Linked DNA regions of Rattus norvegicus: region 2 is linked to region 1. Evidence: chromatin contacts called from public Hi-C data. All regions are on one chromosome and are shown on one strand. Each heading gives the region's core, a stretch centred on a gene start, on an enhancer-like site or on the middle of the called end of the contact. The rest is flanking DNA. Distances are from core to core; before and after follow the strand shown. Region 1 holds the start of Sfn (stratifin). Region 2 holds the start of LOC120103001 (40S ribosomal protein S20-like).

Region 1 (2,655 bases), core at 82-2,581:
TTAATAGGGCTTGAAAATAGGGCCCAACCAAGCAGGTATGGAAGGCTGGGAACCAAGTAAGTGAGATCCATCTCTGAGGAGGTTTCTCTCAGGGGTCAGAGGCAGGGTCAGGAAGGGACTGGAGAACCTCTGGGAGCCAAGTGGGGGATCTCACTGAGCTGGAATCACTCACTGCTCCATAAAACAAAATGGTATGTGTCATTACTGGCTCCGTTCTTCCAGCCCTGTCTTCCTCCCCAGGTTGATAGCGTCCCCCCTGGGGGACCAAACTGGACTGAGCACCCAAGTGGCCTGCTTCCCAGCCTCTGACACAGGTAATCTGAGTCAGGCAGGGGAGTGGGACAGTCAAAGAGCTAGGCCCCCGCCCTCTGGGAGCCCTGCCGACACATGACGACAGGCAGCTTGGAAGGGACAGGTGACTTGATGTGGAGAACCAGAGAGTAAAATCTCTGACAAGTGTCAACAGGCCACCAACTTGAAAGGGAAAATTGTGCTGTAAGGGGGAAGGTGTCCAACAAACGTATTGGGTGACTAATTACAAAGGCTGGGCCGGAGCGTCAGAGGCCGCTCGTTAAACACTTCATTAAGTGGCACCCTGAAATGCCACCTGTGCATTCCGGGTGTTCATAGGGCATCTTGAGGGACAACAGGGACCAAGGGACAGCGCTATCTTCAGGCTGACTCAGAAAGTAGTCCAGCTCTCACTTCCAGCTAATGGCTCCCAAGAAGAGCCAAAAGAAAGAGGGCGCAAGGAGGGGGAGGGGTTTAAGGGAGCTGGCAGCTTGTGACCTCAAGCTGGTTCACCCCTCGAGACTTGATAGTTCACTTCTACAGTCCTACAGAGCCAATTTGAGGGGGTGGGGGTGGGGTTGCCTCAGATCATGCATGCTCAAGTTTTTGGGAAACTGTACAGCCCTACCATACATGAGTTCTCGCCTGAACTATCCCGCCCTCTGTACCCGCTCACTGGGCTCCGCCTGGGCCAAAGCAACCCAGTGACTGAAGCCATTCTTGCCTGGAAAGAGCACCCTGAAAGACAATCTGATTTGGTAATCCAAAACGCTCCTGCAATGCAGCTCTGAGCAGCAGGGGGCAGTCTGGAGCCGAAAGGTGCCTGTTCAGGTGGGACCCGTGGCCAGGTTTCTCCTGCTGACTGTCCTGATGACTCATCCCACCCCTCCCATCCCAGCCCTTTTACCTTTAAGGTAGAGCCGGAAAGGGTGTGGAGAGAAGAGGAGGAGGCAGGACCCAGGCCCGCCCAGGCCACGCCCAACCCTGCTCAGGGCCACACCACCCCAGCCAAAAGGCCGGCCCAGAGCAAGGGAGCCGCAGAATCCAGCATTGGTCTCAAGGCAGCCAGTTCGTCCGCCTGTCTGTCCATCCTCGGAGTCATGGAGAGAGCCAGTCTGATCCAGAAGGCCAAGTTGGCCGAACAGGCCGAACGCTACGAAGACATGGCAGCTTTCATGAAGAGTGCCGTGGAAAAGGGTGAGGAGCTCTCCTGCGAGGAGCGGAACCTGCTCTCCGTGGCCTACAAGAACGTGGTGGGCGGCCAGAGAGCGGCCTGGAGAGTCCTGTCCAGCATCGAGCAGAAGAGCAACGAGGAGGGGTCTGAAGAGAAGGGCCCCGAGGTGAAAGAGTACCGGGAGAAGGTAGAGACCGAGCTCAGAGGTGTGTGCGACACCGTGCTAGGCTTGCTGGACTCCCACCTCATCAAAGGGGCTGGAGAGGCTGAGAGCCGCGTCTTCTACCTGAAGATGAAGGGTGACTACTACCGCTACCTAGCTGAGGTGGCCACTGGTGATGACAAGAAGCGCATCATCGATTCTGCCCGGTCAGCCTACCAGGAGGCCATGGACATCAGCAAGAAGGAGATGCCGCCCACCAACCCCATACGCCTGGGCCTGGCCCTGAACTTTTCCGTCTTCCACTACGAGATAGCCAACAGCCCCGAGGAGGCCATCTCACTTGCCAAGACCACCTTCGACGAGGCCATGGCCGATCTGCACACCCTCAGTGAGGACTCCTACAAGGACAGCACCCTCATCATGCAGCTGCTGAGAGACAACCTGACGCTGTGGACAGCCGACAATGCTGGGGAAGAGGGTGGCGAGGCTCCAGAGGAGCCCCAGAGCTGAAGCAGCCTACATCCTCCCTGTCCCGCCTTGCCCTCCAGTCCCCAGCCTGCAGAGAGGACTTAAACGGAGTAGGACTCTGCCCCTCCCAAACCCTGAATGTTTTGCCACACTTGGAAGGCTCCTTGGATGGGGTGCAGCCAAGCTGAGGCCACCAGGGCTGGGGAATCTCACTCTTCGTGCAGCTGTGTGGTGGGTGTTCCCAACCCTGGCCACCCCCTGCTCTCTGCACCTCCACTTCCTACCACCACTCCTGAGCCTGTGTCCTCCCTCTGTGCCTTCCTCGGGCACCTGTTGCTTCTGGATCCTAGGAGTCGAGGCTCCCCACCCCTGTGGCTGAGAACTGGACTGTGGCAAGGGCTGGGTGTGTGTGTGTGAGTGTGTGCGAGTGTGCGTGCGTGAATGAGAGGGAACACGTTTACTGGGTGTGACCATGTTACCACTCAATAAAGTTGCCCTGTGACACTCGGTCTTCTTCAGTTATTGTTTATGGGCTGCGAGTAGAATTGGCAATGAGTTG
Region 2 (2,655 bases), core at 117-2,616, 250 kb before region 1:
AGGCAGAGGCAGGTGGATTTCTGTGAGTTCAAGGCTACCAGCCTAGTCTAAAGAGGAAGTTCCAGGACAGTGAACTCTACACAGAGAACCCCTGTCTCAAACAAACAACAACAGAGTGTATTTACAACAGGTTTATGTGCACCACATGTGTACTGGTGTCACAAGAAAGCATTGGATCCCTGGAACCTGAGTTACAACAGTTAAGGAGCCACCTGATGCGGGTGCTGGAAGCTGAATTCAGGCCTCTGGGAGAGAGCAGCTCTTAAACTTCTGAGCCCTTTCCTGCCCCATGCATCTGGGGCATTTCTGGCATTTTGCCTGTTCATGTATCCTGCTTTCTTAGAGGAAGCAGTCCCTGACAGAGGAAGGCCTGGCTCCCTGCCCACGTTAAGTATTCAAACATTCGGGACCTCAGCTCATCAATGTAAAACCTCCCCTCAACTCTGAAATGACCGGTCAGCAGAGGACCTGTTGATGTGTGGCTTGGCCTTCTGTTGAAGCACTTGTGAGAGGTGTGATCCACTGAGCCTCGCTTCACACCAGGCCGGCTCTGCCGTCATCACATTCGTACCTAAAGCTCTCTCACGGGGCTGGCTGGGGAGATGGTTCTGTGGGTAGAGCGGCTGCCTCGTGCGTCCAAAGCGCTGGGTTATCTCCAACACTGCCAGCTTTGGGCATGTATATCCGTCATCCCAGCACTTGGAAAGCAAAAGGTGGGAGGATCAGGGGTTCGAGGTCAGCCTCAGCTACCTAGCAAAGTTGAGGCGGTATAGTCTCATGAGATAAGCATTTTTGGTTTTATGGGAAGGACATTGAAGACAAATGTACACACGGAGTCCAAGCAAGGAGGTGGCTAGACCACTTTTAAAAGACAAAAAAGGCTTATGTGTGTGTATGTTCATGTGTGCGGTCACCCGTGGCAAAGCATATAGGTAGAGGTCAGAGGACATCATACAGAAGTTGGTTCTCTCTTATCTGGGGATCACAGGGCTTTAGGTTGGGTGGCAATTGTCTCTGCAGGCCTGTGTCTTTTGTCTTTGGAAAAGGGACTATTTCCTAGTGCCCAGGCAGCCTCGTTGCCTTGAGCTCCTCCATTCAAAACCCCTCCTGTCTCAGGCATGTATACGCCAGGAAGGCAGGCTTTGAGCCTAAGTCTATCTTAGCCCTATGCATGCCCTGTATCTGACCTCGTGTAAAGGCTAAATTTCAACTCATGACTCATAGAAGCTTACAGCTAAAGAACCTCCAAGGCCTGGCCCCAACCCCTGCCTCCTACCGGAAGGCCTTTCAACTAAGCACCCAGGCCTCGATTTGTAGGGAGCCATTCTGAGCTAAACAGTCACAGAACGCTCAGCCCTAAGATGGCTGCTGCAAGATTATGAGATTGTTGGACAAAAGCCTTTCCCACGAACTGACGGCACAGGAAGATTCCAGGAACAATCACAGGATGTTTCAGCCTGAGCAAACACCAGATGTCTCCACTGCATGACCTCTTCTCTTCCTGCTATTGCTGCTAAGAATGCCCTCGCCCCTCCCTCCTTTGTGTTTCACAAAGGTCACTCCCCCTATCTGAAAACCTTATAAGCTATAACGCTCGCCCCAATAAACGAGACCTTGACAATAGAGCCTTCCTTGGTCTCCTTCTTTTCTCCCCCCCTTGACCCTCAGGTAGTGCCTCTTCAGGACCCTGAATAACTGGACCTGCTGAACTGGTCAAGTGGCGCCTGAACAGGGACCTGAAGCACGGCCAACTACTGGACAACGGAGACAAAGGATCCACAAAAAGACAAGACTCTTCAGGCCGCATCGCTAGTGCGTTGCTGGAGAGGGAGGTACGAACGGCTGAATAATTGTCGTCCGACTGTCATGGGGAAGCAATTATCTAAAGAAACTTGTTTCATAGGAGAGATCAAGCGCTCACTCAGGGAGAGAGGAATAAGAGTTAAGAAAAAGGATTTAATCAAATTCTTTTGTTTTGTTGATGAAAAGTGTCCTTGGTTAATTTTAAGCAGCCCCGATATACACCCCCTTACTTGGAATAAGGTTGGTCAAGACATTAATAAGCTCTTGAAAGCCGGTGACCCAGTGTCCGCGGCATTTTTTAGTTACTGGGGTATCATTAGAGACATTATAAAAGATGCTGAGAAAGGAGGCGAGAGTGCCCGCCTCTTAGCTATTGCAGAGGATTTCTTACAAGTTTTGTGGCAGCTGTCACCTTAAAGTGAAAGTAAAAACGGGGAGCCACACTCTCCTTGCCCTTCCATTGTCATCGATATGCCTGGGGATGGGGGAAATCCCTCATCCGAAGTCTTACGCTCTCTAGAGGACCTCAAAATGTCTAAAAATTCGAAAACCATCTATCCCTCTCTGAAAGGGATCTCTAGGGACCAAGACAAAGATAAAAATGAGAGGCACCGCCTACGCCGCTTCTCTGAGTCAAGACTAGATCCTCTGAGTCAAGACTAGATCCCGCCTCTGAGGCCGGGTTAGAGGAGGAAGCTGCCAAATATGAGGAGGAGAGGTACGGCCCGGGCCACAGGAACCTCCAGTCTTTTTCACACAAAGATCCAGACCTACCCACCCCCCACCCTATTTGCCCCCAATGCCGTCCATTCCTCCTGCACCTCTGCTAATCACAGTGGTAGAGGGACTAAC

What was found. Hi-C and Micro-C count contacts between places; a contact is called where the count stands out from the background.
Region 2: a contact with region 1 is called in a Hi-C map of liver, with 3 times the contacts expected there. The contact joins the promoter of LOC120103001 here to the promoter of Sfn in region 1. A contact is called at or near these places in 8 of 12 Hi-C or Micro-C datasets (the A7r5 cell line, Schwann cells, frontal cortex and 3 more).

What each region holds. Positions count from the first base shown.
Region 1 is chr5:151,110,530-151,113,184 of GRCr8, reverse strand. Sfn (stratifin) reads left to right here and starts at 1,331. Exons shown (of 1, transcript NM_001416777.1): 1 at 1,331-2,603. The coding sequence starts at 1,392. The coding sequence ends at 2,138. It also overlaps a transcript of Zdhhc18 not described here.
Region 2 is chr5:151,356,162-151,358,816 of GRCr8, reverse strand. LOC120103001 (40S ribosomal protein S20-like) reads left to right here and starts at 1,366. Exons shown (of 1, transcript XM_063288632.1): 1 at 1,366-2,655.